Linked DNA regions of Mus musculus: all the other regions are linked to region 5. The links are chromatin contacts, called in public HiChIP or PLAC-seq, Micro-C and promoter capture Hi-C maps. All regions are on one chromosome and are shown on one strand. The core of a region is the stretch at or near the end of the contact, and the rest is flanking DNA. Distances in the headings are between cores, read along the strand shown. Region 1 holds the start of Wdfy3 (WD repeat and FYVE domain containing 3). Region 2 overlaps Wdfy3 (WD repeat and FYVE domain containing 3). Region 3 overlaps Wdfy3 (WD repeat and FYVE domain containing 3). Region 4 holds the start of Arhgap24 (Rho GTPase activating protein 24). Region 5 holds the start of Gpat3 (glycerol-3-phosphate acyltransferase 3).

The links. Promoter capture Hi-C pulls out the DNA fragments that hold promoters and counts their contacts. A called contact is a pair of places that touch in the nucleus more often than the background predicts. HiChIP or PLAC-seq counts read pairs in DNA pulled down with a chosen protein or histone mark.
Region 1: a contact with region 5 is called in an H3K27ac HiChIP or PLAC-seq map of embryonic stem cells, with 5 times the contacts expected there. The contact joins the promoter of Wdfy3 here to the promoter of Gpat3 in region 5. A contact is called at or near these places in 2 of 39 promoter capture datasets (cranial neural crest and embryonic stem cells), 1 of 484 Hi-C or Micro-C datasets (the G1E-ER4 cell line) and 3 of 115 datasets of contacts at active chromatin or transcription factors (embryonic stem cells, large pre-B cells and pro-B cells).
Region 2: a contact with region 5 is called in a promoter capture Hi-C map of the SN4741 cell line, with 4 times the contacts expected there. The contact joins the enhancer-like site here to the promoter of Gpat3 in region 5. A contact is called at or near these places in 5 of 39 promoter capture datasets (the 3T3-L1 cell line, the SN4741 cell line, hippocampal neurons and 1 more), 2 of 115 datasets of contacts at active chromatin or transcription factors (embryonic stem cells and forebrain) and 1 of 9 other capture datasets (embryonic stem cells).
Region 3: a Micro-C map of embryonic stem cells shows a contact between it and region 5, with 4 times the contacts expected there. The contact joins the enhancer-like site here to the promoter of Gpat3 in region 5. A contact is called at or near these places in 4 of 39 promoter capture datasets (the 3T3-L1 cell line, liver and neutrophils), 1 of 484 Hi-C or Micro-C datasets (embryonic stem cells), 2 of 115 datasets of contacts at active chromatin or transcription factors (large pre-B cells and stem cell-derived neural progenitor cells) and 1 of 9 other capture datasets (embryonic stem cells).
Region 4: a contact with region 5 is called in a promoter capture Hi-C map of pre-B cells. The contact joins the promoter of Arhgap24 here to the promoter of Gpat3 in region 5. A contact is called at or near these places in 2 of 39 promoter capture datasets (hippocampal neurons and pre-B cells).

What each region holds. Positions count from the first base shown.
Region 1 is chr5:102,067,348-102,072,297 of GRCm38.p6, reverse strand. It overlaps Wdfy3 (WD repeat and FYVE domain containing 3), which reads left to right and starts at 2,377. Exons shown (of 67, transcript NM_172882.3): 1 at 2,377-2,702.
Region 2 is chr5:101,868,399-101,872,957 of GRCm38.p6, reverse strand. Wdfy3 (WD repeat and FYVE domain containing 3) reads left to right here. Exons shown (of 67, transcript NM_172882.3): 46 at 1-126; 47 at 2,849-2,997. Among named protein-coding and RNA genes, the nearest start is that of Gm20548, 44 kb to the right of the region's middle. Within about 2 kb of position 2,262, at least 11 of the 459 cell types and tissues checked have an H3K27ac peak or open chromatin away from gene starts, as enhancers often do. A contact at or near this core is called in the SN4741 cell line, where this site is marked.
Region 3 is chr5:102,033,368-102,037,914 of GRCm38.p6, reverse strand. The region is part of intron 2 of Wdfy3 (WD repeat and FYVE domain containing 3); the gene reads left to right. Among named protein-coding and RNA genes, the nearest start is that of Wdfy3, 34 kb to the left of the region's middle. Within about 2 kb of position 1,889, at least 7 of the 459 cell types and tissues checked have an H3K27ac peak or open chromatin away from gene starts, as enhancers often do. A contact at or near this core is called in embryonic stem cells, where this site is marked.
Region 4 is chr5:102,478,222-102,482,823 of GRCm38.p6, reverse strand. Arhgap24 (Rho GTPase activating protein 24) reads right to left here and starts at 1,433. Exons shown (of 10, transcript NM_029270.2): 1 at 962-1,433.
Region 5 is chr5:100,843,746-100,848,064 of GRCm38.p6, reverse strand. It overlaps Gpat3 (glycerol-3-phosphate acyltransferase 3), which reads right to left and starts at 1,836. Exons shown (of 13, transcript NM_172715.3): 1 at 1,704-1,836; 2 at 1,117-1,410. The coding sequence starts at 1,257. It overlaps Gm46917 (a long non-coding RNA gene), which reads right to left and starts at 506. Exons shown (of 2, transcript XR_001784903.1): 1 at 1-506. It also overlaps a transcript of Abraxas1 not described here.

The DNA of each region.
Region 1 (4,950 bases), core at 1,128-3,627, 1.2 Mb before region 5:
CAGACTCCTGGTGCAGAACTGTTTAGAAATAGCCCTTCAGCTTCCTCTATCCCCAGAGGAGTTCGCTGCACATGCCTAGAACTCCTTCCATCTGGCCTCTGCACAAAGGGCTTATTCCACTTTAACACAGTCTTTGTTTTATGAGGAGTGTGAGTTCATCTGAGTGAATACACAGGACACAGTAGTCATGTTGCTGGAGAACCTGAGCTGACCAGGGTTTTGTTTTGTTTTGTTTTGTTTTGTTTTGAATACCTAAACTCAAGATGACAGAAACTACATTTGGCCGGCAACAAAGACCCAGGAAGGTAAGAGCTGTGGCGGTGACAGATCTGAGGCAGAGCTGAGAGAGAGCAACTGGGAAGGGTCTTTTCCAGACCATCCTTATAATCCTTATATTTGTATAGCTTCAGCAAAACAAGGGAAGGCAGCTGGGTGTATATGTGTGCACTAGGAGAAAACCTTTGTGAAATATTCTCTATAAGACACCAGCAGGAAAATTGCCACATTTGCATACTGATATACCCTTGAACTTTATTGCAATGGTTTTTTTTCCAACAGAAAGACATTTATAATCAATGTGCTGATGACATACATTTCATAAATTTTCTTCTCCCAATTATAATTACAAAAAAAATTCGAAACCTCATTCATATTTAGTTGAAGATCTTCCTTCTGAAAGGCACCCTGGTCTTAGTGTTGACTCAACTGATTTTCTTACCCTAATGTAGCCATGCATCCAGTAGCTCTTCTTCCTGCCACACTCCCAGGCTGAAGAGAATTTTGTGGTACATTTGTGTAAGGGCAGATTGGAGGAACGGTACCTAAAGAATACACATCAAAGGGCCAAGGAGGAAGGAGCAGTAAGAAGGAAAAGGAAGCAGGCACACCCCTCCCCCACCCAGCGACCTGGCAGTAATGATTTATTTAAAACTGTATTATAGAGCGCTATAGCACAGCCTATTTGGCTTTAAAGGAATTCTATAGATGGCACAGACTGAGTTAAAACAGTTGAATGGCCAGTATCTTTACAGGTTACTTTGTGAGCCTTAGAGGCAAAGCATCGGATTTCTGTTCCCCCTTAGATGATCTGGTTATAAAAGTAGGTTTTTTTAAAAGGGGTTGTTCTGACCTACTCTTTCAGAATTGAGTAACATTTACATTTTTATTCTGTAGCCTGCCCCTGGTCTCTTCCCTTCCCTGACTGTCTCCCTGGCCTCCAACTCTGGACAATTCTTCTATCCTCCTGAGGGACCCCCCAACCTCATCCAACAGCAGCCCCACCCAGCACAGGCCTTACAGGCATGGCTCTCCACACCTGGGGAAAGGTGCTTTGTCCTGCCAGCGGGTGCCTGGGAACAGCAGGAACAGGGGCCCCCACACGGAACAGCTGCTGAATCTTGTAGCAAACAGTGGAGTAAATCGGTACAACTGGATCCAATTCCAAACACAAACTGGCTTAAAAAAAGGAAACAGCAAGTCCAAATTACTTCGGCTTTTTTTTTTTTTTTTTCTTTTTTAGAGGAAATCCTAAAACTGCTGTAGATTGCAGTGTTGGGAAAACAAGCTCGTGTTTCCAGTTTCTGTACCACTACTTCCCCACTCTGAGCTGTTCAACTCAAGGAGTTCAAGCATTCATGCTGACTCAGTTTTGTCCCCACCGTCAGAACAGAAGTATGACCCAAACGGTACGCTGGGCGGACTAGGAACAGAGACAAGCTGATGTCCGCTTGGCTGTTTCAAGTTTACCAATCCATACTCATTTAGTGCAAACATTGTGTTGGTCAGGTCTATGGAGGTACAAAGAATGACCTTTCCAGAAAGGGCAAACCTAAAATCTCAGCAGAAGGTCTCAAGGTCACTGACCCAGGACAACCCTGGAGACTGGAAACTCCTGGGTCCTGATCCGCACCGGAGGAGGTGGGGGTTCGAGGCCGCGTAGTGAAAGAGCTAGCGTGGGCAGTTCTTTTGTACTCCAGCTGGAGTAAAATGAACGCAGGCTCGCGTGTTTTCATCGCTGGTGACAGCATCCAGCAATGGGAGTAGGGCTCAGGGGCGCGCAGCGGTGCTTTCTCAGCAGGGTCCCCCGAGAAGCCGGAGGAGGGGGTGAGCGCTGCGCCAGAGGACCCGGGAGCCCGGAGGCGAGGGCAGGGGGCGCGGGGCGCGGGGCGCGGACTGGGCTGCGCGCCTGTCCAGGGTGCCGGCAAGCAGGAGCCGCGGCGAGGGAAGGAAGTAGGAAAGAGGAAGGAAAGGCGGGAGGGGCCGGCCGCGCGGCTGCAGTTTCTGCGGCCGGCCTGGTAGGAGGAGCGGGAGGAGCGGGAGGAGGATCCCGAGCCGTCCGTCAGCGGGCGCGGGAGGTGGGGAGAGCGGGAGGAGGAGGAGGATTAAAGATGGCCACCAGCAGCTGCGGGAGACGGCCACCAGCCCTCACTTTCCGGGATGTTCCCCGCGGCCCGGCCCGGCCTTGATGGAGAGGAGCAGCCCGTGCAGTGCCGAGGCTGAGGCGGCGGCGGGGACCCGGCGAGGGAGAAGACGCGGCGGAGCAGGGACCCAGGCGGGAGAAGGGAGCGGCGGCGGCGTCGCTGCCCTGGCTGCCTAGCACGGCTGCCGCCCCGGCCCCGCAGCTCGCGGACTGCAGCGGGCGCTCGGCCCCGGCCCGGCCTGGGGGGACTCCCGGGCCCCACGCCTGGGCCCGCGCGTCCGCGGTGAGTGCTGCCTGCCCGCTCGCCGGCTCGCCCGCGGCGCGCTTTGTTCCTGCGGGGCGGAGGCGCTGTCCGCGCGGGGACAGGCCGCGGCCCAGCCGCTCCCCCACCCGCGTCCTCCTCCGGGCCTGGAGAGGGCGCCGTCGGCGGCTGGTCCCAGGCGGCCGGCGGAGGGGCGTGCGGGGGCCTCGGGGATGGGGAGGCGGGGGCAAGGCGACCGCAGGTCCGGGAGGGCGGGGGCGTAACCCGGCGGCGCCCGGGGTAGGTGGGGGTCATGCCGGTCCCCTCGGGAGGACCCTCCCGGTGCCCATTCCCGGACCCCCCAGCCCCCACCCGCGCGCGCCCGGGCGCAGCGGAGCGCGGCCTCCATCCCTCGGGCGCCGTCTCCAGGGCCGCGGGCCTCTCCTGGCTCATCCCTCTACGCTCTGAGCTGCAAACCCTTCCCTGTGGAAGGGACCTGGGATGCTTCTGTCCTGCATCGGGGATGTGGTGGCATCACCGACATTCGCGGTTATGGCGGGGTTGAAAAGGCAGCGGTGACCTTTCCGACCAGAGCCCTCTGGACCATGGTCGCATCGGAGGTGCTGCGTTCCATTGATTTTTTGACTCTTGAATCGGAGAGACAGATGATGAGTTCTTCCTTTGTAGAAATAATAGGATAGAATCAGATCAAGCAGATGTTTACCGAATGCATGGATTTTCAGTACCTCACCAATGGCTAAGTGTTTTTTCTGTGGGAAAAATGGTGCTTATGCATACGAAAAACTATTTTTGTTCACTAATAGCTATGGGTTGGTCAGTACCAAGTGGTTATTATGGTGTCTGAAAACCCAACAAAAAAAGAAAAACAAAACCCTTGCGTCGAGACAGCAGATTCCAGGCTGGCCTCTATCAAGCAGGTTTAGATCAGTTTTCACTGTCAGGATGTAAAGCAAGTAAAAATAACAAAACAATGAAAAATGTACTTATTTACAGGAAAATGGGATGTGGTATTAGTGTAGAGTCTAGGAGAAAGACTATAGTCTGTTAGTGTATAGATCTAGTCAAAGTAAATCCCTCTTTAAATAAAACTGTCATCATGGGACCCTGCTGTGTAAGAATTAGCTTGATATGCATTTAATGTTTAAAAAAAATCTGTATTTCATTAGGTTTGAGAACTAAAACTTTGAGCAGTTCTGCCTCAAGCAACTAGAAATACAGGTTTTTAAATAGTTTCTCTTTTCCTTAGTTGAAATCTATTCATGTAAAAATATGCTTCTCACAAAAATTTCTCTACAAATGTGCTATGAGTTAAGGAACATGAGGCTTTGAAGTAACTTGGAAAGACATGAAAGAAAGTTAAACCGTAGTGTAATATTCCAGGATCAGATTCTGTACTCTGAGGATGCTGAACTCCACAAGTCTTCACTGTTTACCTCTGGTGTCCTAAATATCACCAAGGTGCTGCATTCAGTGGGGTCTTAGAATTTCTAGAAATTATCCTCAGAATGTAGCCTACATCGGGGCTCCCCCACCCCCATTTGATCTGGAACCACAAAAGATGGTAAACAACTGGGTATCGTAGTTTAAAAAGAGTAAATATCCTACCTGGGTATGGTGACTCATACCTGTTGGCCAGGTACTGGGAGGCTGAGAAGAGCGTGAACGTCTAAGTCTTGTAGATGCAGGCAAGTCTGAGGAAAAAAAATTAGTTTGTGTACTTTCCACCTGTCTCTGTCTAATGCTTGTGATGGAGAGTGTATCAGAGTACCACGGAAAGATGGAGAGGATCCCAGGATAGCATGCATGTAAAGTATTCATCCGTGTATTCTCATTCAGACACGGGGAAGATGCTGATCCCATTGTACAGATGGGGAATTAGGCAACTTTAGGGAAAGTCTAGGACCCAGATTGCCTAAGTTTAGAGCCAGTGATGATCAATGTTTTAGGATACCAATTAGATGTGAAGACCGGAATGGCATGGCATTTTGGAGTCATGGGCTTTCAGTGCAGAGGGCTCAGTGACGGGCTTGCTGGGGTGACCCAGGTATGCACACAGCTCTGCAGCCACACCCCAAAGCTCTTCTCGCTGCATCCCCCTCCCCAACCACCCACCCTCTAGTGTTATTGTTTTCTGTGATTCCAATGGCACAGACCCTTGCGTTTCCATCATGACTGTTGTGTAGAATCTGCTTGTCTGGCGTCTGCTCTGAGTCCCAGCCCCTTCTGCACAGCGGATACTTTTCTCGCCCACAGCACCATTCACAAATTA
Region 2 (4,559 bases), core at 1,013-3,512, 1.0 Mb before region 5:
CCTGATGGAGGAGATGAGGAGACCCAGGAGCAGCTCCAAGACCAGATTGCTGAGAGCGGCTCCATAGAGGAGGAGGAGAAAACAGACAACGCAACCTTGCTGCGCCTGCTGGAAGAGGGAGAGAAGGTACTGCCCCTGGGGACAGAGTGTCCCAAGACAGGGTGGAGGAGGGAGGGGAGGATGGAGTGTGCTTAGCGTCCCAAGACAAGGCACAAGACAGCCGCATAAGCAAGTGTTTTGTCCTATTTGCACTCAACAGTGCAAAGTTTCATCAGAAATGGGGTTCACAACTGAGTCCTAATTCTCTCTCTGTGTCTGTTGTTAGACCACACCTCCCTTTAGGGTCCTAATCAGGTCTATGGGGGTAGGCCATCCAGCTGTCTGAGCCAGGTGCTCTTTCCCTCTATCTCCATAAACTGCAGCTGATCAGGGCTCTCACCTCCAGCTCATATTTAACCCTGATCTCACTCACTCACTCACTCACTCCCTCCCTCCCTCCCTCACAGGAAGCTATCTCCCGTGCCTCCCTGCTCTGCCCACTTCTAAGCCTAAGCACCTGCTTCCATGCTGGCTCTCATTGCACCCCCCCACCCCCATGCTGTTAGCTCTGACCGTTGGTCATACTGTTTCTTCTGACAATCCCCCCACCATGTCCCAGCACTGGTGAAACCTCTAGTGATTGCTGCGTCCATAAGTCTTGAAGTCTGTAGCCCCATTAGGGCTGTCTCCTTGGCCTGCTCAGCCTTGCTCAGACGCCCTCCCTCAGTGCTTGTGGCCTGCTCAGTGGGCATCCTAGAATGTTCGCCTGTCATGACTGTTTGTCCGAGTCCCCTTTCCTCTCGATGCTGTGCTTGCAGTCAGGCGCTGATTGTTGTTCATGTCCCCATCTTACACAGCCCAGTCCTACAATAGACACATAGACCTTGGCGTGGTAGTTAGCTGCAGGAGGGAAGGAAGGTAAGGTGGTTACTGTGTCATGAATTTGAATATCACCCATCTCAAAAGGCTGTTCTTACTTTTTTGCCTGTGGTATTAATCCCTGAGATCTATCCTACCTCAAGAAGTTGTAATAAGAAGCCAGTGTGTTATTAAAACAATGCTGATTGGAGATGTGCGCTGAATAATTTTGAATGGAATTATAAGGAAGAAAAAAAGAAAAGAAAAGATCATGTAACTATAAAAGTTCATCCATCCAGAAGATAGCTTGAGAGGGAGGCTGTGTGGCCCCGGGATGTTCAGCATCCCCAGATGACAGGGTTCTCACTCCGTGTTTATAGCATCTGAACACTCAGAAGGCCTATGTGCCTATGATGTCAATCTATCTGTTCCCGCCTCCCCTCCCCCTCCCCCCATTTACGTAGCACCAGTTATTTTAAAGTAAGTCAAGAAGCTGAGGGCAGAGCTTGATGGTGGCACAGGTGTCTGACATGCGTGCAGCCTTGGCTTTCAGCCCCAGTGCCATAGGGAAAAGAATTAAACCTCTCTGTGCCTTGGGATGTAGCTCATTTTGTGTAGCTCATTCCTAGCACACAGGAAGCCCTGGGTTCAAATCCCAGCCCCGATTAAATACAGCCACTCAGTGCAAGCATTCTGAAGGTACAGCAGAAGGGTCATTCTAGGCTACCCAGGGATTGGAGGCCAACCTCCAATGAAACTATGCTTCAAAAAGTTAAAATAAATTGTAATATGTGGACCTCCCTACAAACAGCCTGCCCTTTTATTGAAATGACTCAGATGTGCAGTGAAATTGCCTTAATCCCTAGATATTTGAGAAAATGTATTCATGCCTTTATCTTTACATTTTATTTCCGACGACGTATACATCTTTAGGATACAATGTGGTGTTCCTATCTATGCGTAAAAATATTGAGCCTCACCGATAGTGGATAAAAGGTAGTCACTGAAACCCACCGCCCACTGCACATGAAACTTCACACCCTTTGGGAAATGGTCTTCCCTTTCTACCCTTGTCCCCCCAGGCTCCGGTAGCCAGCTTGATATTTTCTGTTCCCTTCTCAAACAGTCACTTGCGTTTGAAAAGCTGGGGAACTAGATTCAAGTGACGTCACTTGATAGCTGTTTGACTCTGATTTAGCCACTGATTTTCCCCCTTTGACTTGTGTTGAAATGAGTCAAACAAGAGGAATGTTTACTAAGAATTACCCTTTTGAAAAGAAAACAGTATTCACATTGAGAGATTCAGTAACCTGCCCTGTGAGGAAACTGAGCATCTGCTCAGCTGGGCTCACCCAGGAGTCAGGGGCTGGGTGGGGAGTGAAGGACGCATTCCACCCTGTGGCTCCTGGGAGGATCATGCAGAGAGGACAGTGACCTCTGGGAGAGACGACAGCCAACAAGTCTAATGTGGTTGCTGTATGCCTTATCTCACTTAGGCCTACGACAAATCCACGGCGTATGCTAGAGACAGAGCAGATGTTCTAAGACACTGAGGCCCCCAACCATCTGCAGAGGCTGTAGCCACAGAGCTTGGAACTTGCCTGGGGCTCCCATTCCTGCAGAACATGTGCAGGGTGTCATCTTGCCTATTCTAATCTTTCTACATGCATGCTTCAAACCTCTGCTCTACCAGACTCTGCCCTCCATGAGAACAGGAGCCTCAGCCAACCTACTTCTCACTTACAGACTCTAGCACAGGTGTGCTGTCGGAGCTAGGGTCCTGGGTAGGGTGCAGGCCCCAGTGGATGATGTGAGTGAATGCTTGCCATCATTACTAAATCATCTACAGGCCGGACATGAACCCGGGTTTAACATGCTTAGCCTCGGGCTTCCTGTAGCAGTAACAAAAGGGAGAAGGTACAGGAAGGGATTCTTGTGACTTTGTTTGTAGATCCAGCACATGTACCGCTGTGCGCGCGTCCAGGGCCTGGACACCAGTGAGGGGCTGCTTCTCTTCGGGAAAGAGCATTTCTATGTGATCGATGGGTTCACCATGACTGCCACCAGGGAAATAAGGGACATTGAAACCTTACCTCCAAAGTAAGTAAATGCGCAAGGGGACACCAAGTAAAGCTGCCTCGAGAGGACAGCCAATGTATTTGCATTGCTCCTTAATCCCAAACGCACGTCCTAAGACATGTCACCTCCCCGTCCGTATGAGCCTCTGACACTGCCATGTCCTAAGTCACCTCCCAGTCTCTCTGTGCCTCGCCTGGGGCAGTGCTGTCCTTTCCACTAAAGAGAAAGTATTCTTCAAATGAAAATTGCATTTTATGTCTTTGTATCATTAGCATTATATACCAAATTATAGTCATGGTTAACCTACTGTTTAGTTAGTTTCTCTCGTGCTGTGATAAACAGCACACCCAGAAAGCAACTTAGGGGGAGAAGGTTAATTTGCCTTCTGTTTTCCCCGACAGAATCCCTCGTTGAGGGAAGTCAGGGCAGAAATTAGAGGAGCACTGCCTATTGGCTCCTCACTCAGCTGGCTTTCTTATACAGCCTACAACCTACCTAGGGGATGGCACCGCCCATGGTGAGCTGGCCCCTCTGACACAATCACTAATCATGAAAATAACCTGCAGATATGCCCAAGGACTGATCTTATGGACGTTTTCACAATTGACTCTAGCTGTGGCAAGTTAATAAAACAACTAACTAACATAGCTATACACTTAAAAGCTCATTCTGAATTTGCAAGATCAGTTTTGAAATCATTGCTACAGAGGTTGGAGAGATAGCAGGAGGGTAAAGGTGTTTTCTACACATACATGAGAGCCTGAGTTCAGATCCCAGTCTCCACCCCACCTCACCACTCCCCCCCCCCAAAAAAAAAACCCCACAAGCCTGATGTCTTAGGGTTTTACTGCTGTGAAGAGACCCCATGACCTAAGCAACTCTTACAAAGGCAAACTTTAAATTGGAGCTGGCTTACAGTTTCAGAGGTTCAGTCCATTATCATCATGGTAGGAAGCATGGCAGCATCCAGGCAGACATGATACTAGAGAAGGAGCTGAGAGTTCTACATCTTGAACCAAAGAAGACTGTCTTGTCCAGGCAGCTAGAAGTGTCTCATAGGCCATACTTCCTAATCGTGCCACTCCTTGGGCCAAACATTCAAAGCACCACACATGGCCACACAGACACCTGTTATCCCAGGGCTGTGGAACTGAGGTAGGGGAATTGCTAGGGCTAGTGGCTACTCGCCATGTTCCAGGCTCAGTGAGAGACCCTCTCGCAAAGGAACAAGGCAGAGGGGGACAGAACAGGACACCTCAGCTCCAGCACAGGCATGTACATACACAGACAGCTATACACACCTAGACGTGCACACAGCTATAGGAAGACATTCAGGAGCAACACTCTTGACGAAAGGACAGCTCTTGTGCTTGAGTATTAGAAGTGTGGTAACCATGGTGACTGAAGGCCTCATGGTGACGTGCATGAGACATTCTTCCGCATAAAAAAAATTTAATCGTGTTTTGTGATTCTTGAAAAATAAAACTGTGTTTTATTAATATAAAGATAGATCTATATCAAAATATTGTAGGTCATTTCTTTCTATTTTGATTTGGAAAGAAATAAAATGTTTTATGGATTCC
Region 3 (4,547 bases), core at 640-3,139, 1.2 Mb before region 5:
TTTGGGGGGAAAATGCATCTGTGGGTAAATAAAGAGAAGGGAGAAATTTAGGAGGAGGAAGTCTCCCCAACCTAAACACTTTGACCTAATTTGGTCAGGCATCAGACATGCGCCCAAACTCTTTTTTTTTTCCCCTTTAAATAATAAAAAGGAAGGCTGCTTTTGCTTTAGCAGTGTATGGACACTGGTAACCTCAGCGCTTGGAGGCCACGGTGTGAGGTCAGCCTGGACTACTAGAGAGATCCTGTCAGAAAGAAAAGAAAGAATAAGCACAAACGAGTCCTCATGCGAGCTCTTGGCAATACAAATGATCCAGAGGAGAGAGAGGCATCGAGAAGTCTATGGAACATGAGCTGTCAGTGGGGTGCTTAGTTTTTTTCATGCATTGAAGGAGAAACCTCAGAAAAACTGTCCTAGGCTTGCACGTCAACTGCCCAGGTCCAGGTTCAAGTTCGTGTGAATGCACAGATGGTGTATATGAGAGCAGGCAGCGGGAACAGTCAGAGAAAGGCCGAGTCATATTTATGACTGTTCTGTAATACCATATATACCATATATATACTTGCCTAATAATTTTTAACATCAAAATAAGGACATCTCATTTCTTAGTTCAAGAGATGTCTTTAAGAACCTCACAGGTATAAAATATTCACCTCTACCCCAGTTTTGATTTAAAAGTTAAAACTTAAGGAGCAGAGTTAAGATTTGGCTTAGTTAAAAGCACGTCTTACCTTCTCCGTTCATCGGTGGGTGACCTTGTGTTTGACTGTGCTTGTGTATGTTTATATCTCTTTGAGGGAAAGCTACTGAAGGTTTTCCAGAAAGCGAGAGATCCCACTGGAAAGAATGGGATGCCAGGTGGGGAGAGGACGAGTCTCAGCCACACAGGACAGTGAGTGTCTGTGATGGCAGACTGAGAGGTGGGGAGAGGAGAATTCCTGGGAGCTATGGTTTCGGGTATACAGTAGCACATAACAGAGAGACTGTCTCAGACAAGACAGAGGGCAGCTGCTATCCCTAGGGCTGTCCTCTGCCCTTTGTATGCATGTTGTCACACAGAGACAGACAGACACACACAGACACACATACACAGACACATGCAGATACACATACACACATGCATACACACAGACACAGATATGTGCATACATACACATACATATACACATATGTATACACACACAGAGATACATACATACACATACTGACACACACACACACACACAAACACAAGGATAAGAGAAAAAAAAGAATGCACTGTGCCTGTCTGTGGGGGTCTTCCCACACACTTAGTTTATTTAGAAATGAGTACATTTTCATGTGGGCTTACCTTTATCTTCTGTTTCTTGGATCATGCTTTTCAGTAGTTTTCATTTCTTGCACCTGCTGAAGAATGGCCTGTTCAAACAATGTAGTTTGATAATGTCACATTTATATTGGAAACCCACCCACTTTATCTGAATAGCAGCTAATGGTAATAAAAGCAGTATTATTAGCAGGTAGCACTTACTGTTTCTTTTCTTTCCCATGCACTTCTTCATTTATTCTTCCTGACAAATAGATTCCAGTATTGTTATTCTAATTTTCTGTAGGGAGGCGATGGCTCCGGGGCTCACTCAGCAGCTGCTTGGGAGTCACAGGGAAAACACCTCACTTTCCCCCTTTTTGACCCTAAAAGGGCATAAAGCATTTTGACTGTGTATGTGTTCGAATTTAGCATTTGAAGATGGTCATTAAGATAATAATGACCATCCATAATAGGTCATGGGTTTCAAACGTCTTATTCTGTTGGTGAGAACACTTACAGATTTCTGAGAGGAAACTGTCTGGAGTCAAGTGTTTCATTCATGTCTGCACCGACTCTGGATGGGGTTAAATTCTATCTGGGCAGAGAACCTCCTGTCATGACCCTGAGTCTCCAGCACAGCCGGACCCGGGCGTAGTTTTGGTAGTTAGTGTGTTAGTTCACTCTGTAGGCAGCCAGGCGTTCACATTCACCTTGCTGTGTAGACAGTGCATGTACAAGACAGGCTCTTACTTGGTGGTCCTTGCAGGTTTCACACTTGTGATCCTTCTGTGTGCTGGCATCACTGGCAAGTGCCTCCACACCTGGCTTTGGAGAGTTACTTTGAAAACAATTCTCTTAGTGCCAAATACTACAGGACTCAAGTACAGGAAGTGTGGCGGGGCTGCCAGCACGGGGATGTTTTACGTGTCTGTCCCTTTGTTTCTGTTCCAGCCATGCTTGTACCCTTGGTTTTGTCTCTCCCTGCGGATTGCTCAGCTTTCTTAGCCTGTTCAGAGTCTGAGTGAAGGCCGACTAGACAGTTGCCTCGGTTGTTCTAAAGGATGTCCAGTAGCCGTTCTCAAAGGAGCCCATTTGTTAGGAGAGAGGAGCCACGCCTCGGTTCTGAGGAGTGTCTGGTAGCCATTCTCAGAAGAGTCCAGTTTAGTGTTCATACAAGGAGTTTGCTCTCCGGAGCAGGGCTAGGAATGGAGGATTCTCTATGACGCTGTTGGGAAGACGGTGACTATGTTCCCTGTGGTAACTACAGGGGGAGCCGAGAGACTTGTCCTTGAAGAAAACCTTTGAGGTTTAAGTTCGAAACTGTCTTATAGAGGTAGCTCATTGCAGCTTCATGCCTTTGCGGGCGTTAGGGTTGTGCTAGACTTTACTTCTGTATCTCTTCTGTATGAGTCTGAATGAGGATACATTCTGAATCTCCTCGTGCAAACAGGTGTCGAGCTGCATGGCTACTCCCGTCTTACCTTATAACTCTGTTAAAGACGCAGTGGGCCTCAAACAGCTGAGCTCTGCTTTGTCTGAGGAATACAGCAAAGCCATGTCTAACCTTTGCCATCTTTTCCATGTTGTCTCCAAATTGAACATACAACTCCTTTTTTTTAAGCTTTATTTTATTTTCTCAGACACAGTCTCTCAGTCTGTAGTCTTGGCTATCCTAGAACTCACTCTGTAGGCTAGAGTATCCTTGAACTCACAGAAATTCACCTGTCTCTGCCTCATGAGTGGTCAGATTACAGTTTATTTATTTATTTTAAACATTTGCTCATTCGGTGTGCAGATGTATGCCCAAGCACTGATACCAGGTGGAGGTGGGAGTCACAGGCTAGCCCTCAGGGGTTCACAGGCTAGCCCTCAGGAGTTGCCTCTTTCCTACCACCCTGTGGATTCTGAAGCTTGGGCTCGGGTTATCAGGAGGTAGCAAGTGCCCTCACCTCTGAGCCGTCCTACCTGCCCTGTACTCCTGCCTGCATGCTTTGCACGAGTCCTGGGTCTCAGAACGTGTGGACTTTTGTAAGAATTAGAAAACAACTCACAATATAATTAGTAGACAAGATGTAAGACATTGTAAATAATTCACGTTTTATGAAAACATCATTCAGTCCTCTGACTTCTGGTTTTCCTGGCTGAGACACTCCAGTGAACACGGTAATAATGTATGCGTTAAGGAGAGATATGTGCAGCTCAGCCTCAGATCTTCATCCGGGTGACACACAGTGACCTGGCTCTGTGGTGGAGTCGCTTGCATTTGTTTACAGAAGGGGAAGAGAGAGCAGTCATAATCTAATGTATTCTTCTCACTTTTACCCTGACTCTAATGGTAAGCCATTCTGTGAGTAAGCAGTGAGCCCTTAGCAGGAAGTTCCTTCCACTCTGTGGGGAGCATTGGAAATGGAACCCCGGGGCAGAGCTCAATAGCAGAGTCCCAGGGTCCTAGACACACCACATAGCCATGCCCAGCTCTCTTTCATCTATTGTAATGACCTTTTGAAGATATCTGAGACTAATTCCACATTCCTTATTTGTTTCTTCCTGGAGTCTGCCTAAGGAGAGGAGAAAATATTATCCCTGTCATAGGAGCAGTAAGCCACATGAGATTTTAAAAAAAGTTCCAGGGCCTGGCAGTGGTGGCACACACCTTTAATCCCAGCACTTGGGAGGCAGAGGCAGTCGGATTTCTGAGTTCAAGGCCAGCCTGGTCTACAGAGTGAGTTCCAGGACAGCCAGGACTATACAGAGAAGCGCTGTCTCGAAAACAAAACAAACAAACAAAGACCCAGGAAATTGGATTGCAACAGAGCAGTTGTGGCTTGACCGAGGTTGACGGAGGTTGATATATGAACAGGTGAGGTTTCTTTCAGGTTAATGAAGCAGAGGGCAGGGTGCAGTGATTTTTGTTCGGAAGGCAAGAGACATTTTGTCAGTTTGTCAAAAGGCTTTCTCTGCAGGTGCACGGGTAAAAATATTTTGCATTGCTTCTTGCACATTTTCAAGGACTTATTTGGAGCACTGGCCTCCCATGGCGGTTGTGTGACCATGCAGTAGTGGGCGAGACTCGGAACCAGATCCTGGATGTAATCTGGCGTCTCTCCGTGTTAGGCAAGCAACTCTGTTCAGAACTAGAGTCTTGCACCACTTCCCTCTTTGTGGTGAGGAAGCCCTGGTGTAGGGAAAAGAGCAGAGGCTCTGCAGCCAGCAGACTGCCTTGAGTCTGCGTCCCCTGCTACTGGCACAAGGACCTGCG
Region 4 (4,602 bases), core at 184-2,683, 1.6 Mb before region 5:
CGAACGGATTGAATCTGCCTACCCATCTATCTCGGCAATCCTGTATAGCTTTTAAATACCACTGCAAATGTCCCCAGATTCGAATCAGTTTCTCTTATTTAGTAGTAGACCCAACAAGACAAAACTTTATACTTATGAGTAAGCAAAGCTTTTACACTTTGTATATTTCAGGCACCTCACCTGACTTTCTCATTTCCTTTTTGAAGAATGGGATGAAACAGTGATGTTTTGGAAGCTAAACGGGACTAATCTGTAATATGGTGAGTAAAGGGACAAAAACAAACACACTAGGGAGAGACTTACTCAGATGAGTTGGAACAGATTACAGTGGAGCCAGGAGCTGGGTCACTAGCCCATATTAGACAGCCTAGCATCTCAAAGGCATTCCGCCTAATAATCTCTCTTTGAGGACTTTCACAAGAAATACTGCTAAAGTTATCTTTAATAAGAATGTACTGCCTGCTTCTCTTTTAAAGTAGGTGGATACCTCCTCAAAATACTACTCCTTCAAGAAGTCTAAACCCATCTGTGTGTCTTAAAATCCACCGAAGATTACCACTTTCCGGTACAATAGTAACACAATATATACTGAAATCTACCTCCACACGCCAGTTGTCTAGGCAACTCTGAAACTAGCTAAAACATCAGCAGATGAAAGGAGAAGGTAGACGGCGGGAGTAGAGACTGTATCAGTTGCATTTGTTTTGTAAGTCAGAAACACAAGATGCCTGCTTGTTGTGTTTTACACGCAAGCGAGTGCTCTCGCGCGCGCGCGCACGCGCACACACACACACACACACACACACACACACACACACTGAACCAGTATGGTCCCAGCGTTGCTCCTGGCTCACAGCAGTTACCTCCCTATAGCCTGAAGCTGCTATCCACCCACCCTCCGGGTGGTTTCTCCCCCCCTCCCCCCAAGCCCCAGCTCCACAGCAGCAATCAAATCACCTACCCTGCCAGGGATGCCGGACCTACAAGGGATGGCTGGCGGCTGCTCCGATGTCCAGGCTCCTAGGACTGGCCTAAAGATGAGTTCCAGTCGGCAGGGTGCCCTTTACTTCCCAGGGCGAGCGCAGAACCCCATTCGCCAGGCCTGCGTGCTGCTCTCAGAGGAAGCCCGGGCAGCCCCAGAGCCACAGCTGCATGGAAAGTTGGGGGGGACTCCCCCAGCAGTCGCTGTCTCGCTCTAGTTCTGTCCCCTCTGCAGCCTGGGCGGCCCCGCGGCCCCGTGATTCCCTTCCGAGTCCCACCGGCTTTCTCTCACCCGGGCTGAATTGCCACATGCACTTGAGAAATCCTAGCAGTTGCGCAAAGAGTCAAGAAGTTAGAAAGAGTGATTGTGTGTGAATGTGTAAATATACAGTACAAGAGGCTGGAACAACTGAGTGGGGCCAGCCCGCAGACGCAGCCGGGTTTCGGGTTTCAGTTGGCAGCTGGCGGCTTCAGAGGACCCAAGCAGCACTGGTGGGGTGGCGGGAGCCCCGCCCTGCACGCCAGCCTCACCTCCAGAGCAATGCTGGGCGGGCGCCCCATCAGACACCACTGCCTGGGCCCTCTGCAGTTGGCTGCGTTCATTTCAGCCCAAATGCAGCATGAGGGCATGCTGCTCACAGATCTGTGGCTATGGGTGAGAGAATGTAAGGAACCCAAAGCCCCCACTCTTGTGTTCCTTCAGCAAGCCTCACACACTGGTTATGCGCGCCCTGCCACCATCTCTGCCAAATCTTATTTCTCCAGCTTAAGCTTTATTCCTAAAAACGTATTTAGATGAGTGTGCTCTAGTCAGGCATTTCGAGAGATGTTAAGTGTAATAAACCGTCTTGACATGCTTTTAGAGTTCTCAGAGCAAGGTGGCAAATATATTCCTGATATAGACTGCCCCAGCCCCCAGCCCCCAGCCCCCAGCCCTCCCCACTCCCACCCACTGAGCGCTTACTGTTCTAGGTGTTTGGCACTCTTAGGTTTCCTAAAGCCTGGTGTTTTGGATTTTGTCCTTTGGGATGTCCAGGCACATGCTCAGGCTGACGAGCATACAAGCCTGGATGGGCACGAATAGGTATTTTGCTTTTGTTGCCGTCAGGTTTCCGGGGCGGGGGTAGGGATGAGTCTGCTCCATCCCAGGCCGAGGTCCCACTAGAAAATTGATTTTTCTGGCAGGAGACACCTCAGCCCTTTAATGAATGAAATTAAGTTCGGGGGGGGGGGGAATAAGCTCTTTTGCCTGATCCTTTAAAATGTGTGTAGAACCCCTAGCCAGAAGCCATGTGGCCTGTGTTTCTAATTGGTGGGATAGATGACCTTCAGCGGCTCACAAGGCCTTGCATGTTGTAATGGCGGACTGTTAACACTGTCAAGTGACAGCCTGTGGGCAGTTCTAAATGAGAACTGCAAAACAATGAGATTAACCAAAATGAAATCTGCACACATTCCATGCCCTGAGAGCCCCTGGAAGACAAGTGTCAGTAGGTATGATTCAAGACTGTGACATTTCAAAAAGGCAAGACTGCTATTAGGTTGGGAGCCTACTTTCTGGTTATAACAAATGTTACCACAGCAATTCAGACCCAAGGTGACACAAATTAAACTCAGGGAGGCTGCCCGGCAGATCCCAGGCTGAGAGATTAAGATACATCCCATCCTTGTGTCCAAGGCCTTTGGCCTTCACACCTCTGTCTCCATCGTTTCCACTTGACACCATCTCACCAGCCAGTGTGATGTATGGGGTTCTTAGGCTAGAGAGAACACAGAAAGAGAAAGGGGAGGGTTGTCATGGAGACGGCAGATGAGGTAAAGGAAGAGTTCCATCTGCTAAGAAGGACCACAGACCCTTCTACAGCCAAGTACACTAGTGTATAACTAACAACGCTGGTGCTGCACTGAAGCCTGCTGGGATTGACATAAAAATCTGTGACTAGGGAATGTAACACTTGCTGCTTCCTGGATTCTGATTGCACCACTCACCCCCGGAGAGGATTAAGTATGTTTGGGACGCTGCTTTCCTGTGCCCAGTAACAACTTTAAAGAAGAGATAAATCCTGGAACCAGCGGGCAGACATTTGATTCTCACCAGAGGTGGTGGCTTCTGAGAAGTGATGTCTCTCCTTCAGCTCTGGGGAGTCTGCAGAGGGTGTGGCCAAAGGGTCATTTGAAGTAATGGTGTCAAGTTAACTTTAATCCTGAGGGTGAAGCATAACTCTGCAAACCCTAGAACTAATTCAGAGGGACAAACAAACTTTTAGGAATCCAGAGTCCTAGGCACCTACTGGAGCGTCTAGGAAAAGAAAGCCAGCTATGGAAGGCAGGTAGGCCTTGGGGCACACAGTCCATCCGTGGAAGACATGGAACACCTTCAGGACCAGAAGTTCTCCAGAGACTAGAAAACAATTAGGAAGAAGACAAAGGAAAGAAGATAACGGCCTCGCATCTGAACAACTTGTCTGGGTGTCAAGGACAGAAACATCACCCAACCAGAAAGTCCCCCTGGACAGTGCTCCTGTTAGGCCAGGCTGCATTAGGAATTCAGTGAAGGGGGACAGGATAGACATTTGTAAACTCCATGGGTCCAGTGTTTTCACATATGACTAGTTACTATTAAACAAGTATGGAATGAAAATGTAATTTAATGGGATTTCCTCATTTAAAATAAAAATGCCTTCTCATTAGATTCCTTACCAGATTCCTTGAAACCCTTAGCATAGAGTTAGTCATTGTCCTGCCACCCAATTGTTCATTAATATCAGAGACTAGGCTCTTTAATTATGTTTTCATTGGGGAAAACATAAATTCCTAAGAGGGCAAAACACACAGTAACAAAACAGAACAGTCAAGACTTGCCAAACTCCTTGCATTTCCTACTGACTCTTGGCAACAGAGCAGAATTTGTGTGGGTGCTACATGCACAGAGAACCAAGACTGAGGCCCGCCTTTAAAACGGGGCTGTTTTTCAGAGCCTGCTTTTGCTTTTGTTTGTTTGTTTGTTTGTTTTATTTCCCATAGGAAGTTCCATCTAACACAGTCCAGTCTTAGCCAAGTACACTAGTGTATAACTGACAATGTGACTGCCCCATGGGGTGGTGAAGGGGAAGGTTTTTATTGTAGATATGAGGGAGAATAGCCAGAGGCAACTAGAAGAGTCCAGAACAGAGAGAGACAAAAAGTAGACTGAACATGACCAGCAGACGGGACATGGGCAGAGCTACCTGTGAGAGAGGGGAGAACAGCAGGGGAGAGAAAATGTAGGGGAATAGGAGCAGAGCACAGTGAGAGCAAAGGAGGGGAGGGGAGGAGGAGGGGGAGGGGAGGGGAGGAGGAGAGGGAGGGGGAGAGGAGGGAGGGAGGGAGAACGGGGAGAAACAGGAAGAGAGAATAGCAGGGCTATAAGGAGAGTGAGTGGCTTCCAGGGAGGAAGCCTGTGAGCTGGAGTGAGTTTTGGGTTTGTGGCAAGTACTTATGAAGGGCTAGGATGCCAGCATGGACTTTGAAATGTCTAACAGGTCCTTGGTATACCAAGGGATCCTGGCAGCCGGCCTGAGCTTTGATATGCTAATAGTCACTACAGGTAGCCATCTGTTCCTTGTGCTAGTGTGGAGGGAA
Region 5 (4,319 bases), core at 587-3,086:
ACCAAGAGTGAGATCCTGTCTCAAAACCAAAACAAAATCTATATGCAAATAGGCATTGTTTCCCCTCTTTTGAGGGCGAATACTATAAGGTACAGGGATCAGATGACCTTGCTAGATCAGATACAGAGAAACAGGGATGAGATTTGGGTACCAAACCAATGCAAAGCTGTACAGCCTACAGAGCCTCTGCATTCACTGTTGTCACACTTAACTCAAGCAAACGTCTGAACTCCGATTCTCACATCACTTGCCTCCCGGCCTGGAGTGGCCTTCTAAATTTTACTAAAAAAGAGTGTATAAGCTTATGCTGATGTCGTCCCTCCTGTCCCTCCACTCAGTTGGATCTAACACCTTTGTCCTTGAAATCTGCAAACAAACCCAGGACCAGAAACCTTTGGGATAGTATTCCAGTGCACCTGATTAGATAAAAATCCCCGTGACTACATTAAAATAAAATCTGATTCTTCAGCCGGGCACTCGGGAGGCTCGGGAGGCAGAGAGGCAGGCAGATTTCTGAGTTCGAGACCAGCCTGGTCTACAGAGTGAGTTCCAGGACAACCAGGGCTACACAGAGAAACCCTGTCCAGAAAAACCAAAAAAAAAAAAAAAAAAAAAAAAAAAAAAAAAAAAAATCAGATTCTTCTCTGCCACCCAGCCATTTGGTGTCTTATATTGGGCACCAAGTGGAACAGGATGCCTCTGTAGTCACAAAAGGACCTCTGAAACCTGGGGCTGTAAAAACTCAAGAGTGAAGTGACAGCCCGAGAGGCATAGTGGGTAATAAACCTGCTGATACAGCAAACGGCTGTCCTGGGGTTAATCTAGTAAGAAAAAAAAAAAAAAAAAAAAAAAAATAGTAGTGAAGAAGAAATACAGATAGAGGGATTCTTGTGAGGTGGGCTACTGTTCTTGACTGGTATCAGGCTGTCTTTCTCACTACAGCAGACCAGAAACTGAAATATTCTCTCGGGTCCCCGTTCCATCTCCACCCCGACCTCCCACCACTGACTGACCCCCTTGCCCAAATTGCTTTCACAGTTCAAAGCTCAACCCCTGCCACTCCAAGATCCGAAGTCCTCAGAGCAGCGGGAGCTCCACATCCTTTCCTGCACTCACCTCCAAGGTTTTCACCAGGATCTTCATGTAGATCTCCGAGATACCCAGGGATAATCCGAAGGCCGAGGGTAAAAGGATGAGGCCGCCCACCAGCGTCAGCCAGGTGGACAGGAGCTTCACCGCCAGGTCTGCGCCCTCCATGTCTCAGCACGCCCTCAGGAAGAGGTCCCCAGGAAAGCCGAGAGCGGTAGGTGTCAGAGTCCCAGGCAGTCCAGCCGCAGTTCGGAAAACACAGCGTCCAGCCCGGAGCCGGGCTCTGAGGAGTCTTTGCCGCCCGCCTCGTTCCCTTCAGCTCTGCGGAGCGAAGAGGAAAGGGAAGGCGAGAACTCTCAGAACTACTGCGATCTCCTTGCTTCCTCCCCTTGGGTCCCGGTTGGCCCCGCAAGCTCACTCTCTACTGGAGGCCCAGGCCAAGCTGTAGCCACGGCAGCCGGCTCAGACCTGAGTGTCTCTGGCGAGAAGACCCAGCTGGGTGACCTACGGGACACCCTAGTGCAGTCAGAGTGCATGGAGGCAGCCAGGAACGCGCCCCACCCCGGGCCTGATTTCCTCCGGGTAACGATTGCGACAACCCCGCGGTGACTCACCGAGGCCCTCCGGCAGCGAGGATCCCCGCAGGTTCCCTGCACCTCGGCGTGGGCTGCGGGCTATGCGGGTAGCCAGTGGCTTTCGGGCGCCGGGCTCCCTTTTTCTACACTCTACCCTTGCCCCACCCCCATCGCCACCCAACAGGGAGCTCCGGGGCATGACCGCGTCTCCCGGGCGCTGCTGCCTAGAGAGCCGCCGCCCTCCGCCCCGCCCCCCCGCACTCCCAGCAAAGGTTCTTTCGGTAGCAGACTTTCCATCTTCACCCACAGAACGGACCGCTGACGTCCCCGATCGCTGCGGAAGATCTTGTTTGTGAGCCTGCAACACGACCTCCTGGGAAGGGCTTTCGGGAGGAGGAAACTACTGAACAAGGGTGAGGCAGTCGCGCACCGTGGCTCGTGGCTCTCTCTTACCTCCTTCCTAGCTGCAGTCAGGGAAAGAAAGCTCGCCCGCTTTCTCTCTCTCCACAAGTCGCCTTAGCCACTCTGCCACCACCTCTCTAGCCACAAAATAGACCCAGAAATTCCAAGCGGTTGTGTCGCAGAAGACTGGAATTCCAGCACTTACGCTCGGGAATCTGCGACTGGAGAATTCCGAGGAGATGGGTCTGGGCTGTTTTGAGTTCCAACAGTCAGCTTAAGACTAAATAGGTAGATCCTTTATAGACCTTGCTTTAAAAGGGCAGGCGGACCGGTGAGCGGGCGAGGGGGAGGGGAGGACAGGACACCCTAGAGGCTGTTTGTCACTCCCCTCCCTGGAGGAGATTCCAGTCTAAGCTTCCCTAGCATCCGCCTACACCGACTGCAGAAAACGCTGCGCAAATACTAACCTTCACCTAACTGGCTAAGAGTTTCTCAGGGGTCCACGTCCCACGCCGCTGTGATGAACGGCCTTACTAGAACGAAGAAGGGAAAATCCTGCACGCGTATTCCACTGCAGGACAACCAGTTTTAACAATAAGCGTGAGAAAAGATATTGAGAGCAGCAGTTTGCAAAGCGACTGACTAGGATCCAAACCATCACCGAGTCGGCCCTCAATTCTTAGAAGGACCAAACTCTTACTGTTGACAGTCGGGAGTCAGTTTGGGAGCTGGAAAAAGTGAGAGAGCTAGCAAAATGAACTGAAAGTATTTACAGCAAATATTGCAGAGAAAGCTGCCCTCACCTCCAGAAGGGGTGGAGGAAGAAGGAAGCCGGCCTTAAAGACTGTACAAGTTTGTTCTCTGAGCCTCCTGCCAGGTAGGTGTAAGACACTTTTCCCACTAAGAAGGGGGAAGGGGAGGACAATGAAGTTATGAAGGAAACGGAGCTTACTCTCAAAACAGCTTCTGGGGTCATTGAGGTGGCTCATCAACAAAGTTGCCTGATGCCAGTCAGCTAGGATGACCCGTCAATCTTTGGACACCACCACTACCCCCCCCCCCCCCCCCCGTATAAGGGGAGAACCAATTTATCTCCTGCCCACCTGTGCTCGGTGGCATGCCTCCCCACACACACAAAATAAATAAAACGTAACAAAAATTATTTTTTGAAAAGCATCTACCAGGCATTATGTGGAAAACCTGTAACCCCAGCGCTTAAGAAATAGAAACAAGAGGATCAGGAGTTCAAGTCCAGCATGGGCTTTCTTAGACACCATCTAAAAATCAAATAAACCTCTATGTATGTGCAGAAGGAAACTGGAAGCTGGCCAACATATCTCTGAGCGCATGTGTGGTTTATATAGTTAGGCCACAAGCTAGGGTTTATTAGCTCAGTTAATGTTCCAATAAAATATTTAACCTCTATTATTCCCTCCAGCTGAAGTGACTAAGGGCTGCTCCCTTGTTCACCCTGCAGAGGAAACAAACAGGAGGCCCCCTGTTTCTGCTCAGCACACAAACACCCCAGTGCCCAGGAAGGCTTGTTGTTCATAATCAAAGGTGTGAACGCTTTGGTTTGGGGCTTTGTTTAGGAATGTCTTACCCACCCCCACACACCCCAGCAATGTCACAAAGCCTCCTAAAAGACACAGGCTCACCTTGGCAACCTTAGAAAAGCAGAGGTTCAGCACTTTACCTCCTCAGAAACCCCTTCCTGCAGTGAGGACTCCCCTGCCTTAACAGATCACACTTGGAGCTTCCACCTTTATGGAAGCCAGAAGTCTGAAACTAAGATGCTGTAATACATAGTCAGGCTGCCCGCAAGAGCTCTAGGGAGAATCCTTCCTCTTCCAGCTGCTGATGTTCCAAGAGTTCTGTGGTTTCTGTGACTCTAGTCTCTGTCCCTGTTCACATACTGGGCATCTTTCTAGTATTTGAATGAACTCAAGGAACAGATAGGAATCTGTCTGGTGTGGTTCTGTTACTTAAGTCTTTTATTCTGGGACAGACTGTGAGACCTCAGGGTGGGGTGGACGACAGTTGTGGATTCAGTTCTGCAGTCTGACTTTAATACAGATAGATAGAGTTCCAGAGAGGCTCTTCCTACACGTGCAGTACTTTGGGTCAGATGTTCAACTGAAGGATAAGAGCTCCATTTTTTTTGTTTTTTGTTTTTGTTGTTGTTGTTTTTGAGACAGGGTTTCTCTGCACAGTCCAGCTGTCCTGGAACTCACTCTGTAGACCAGGCTGGTC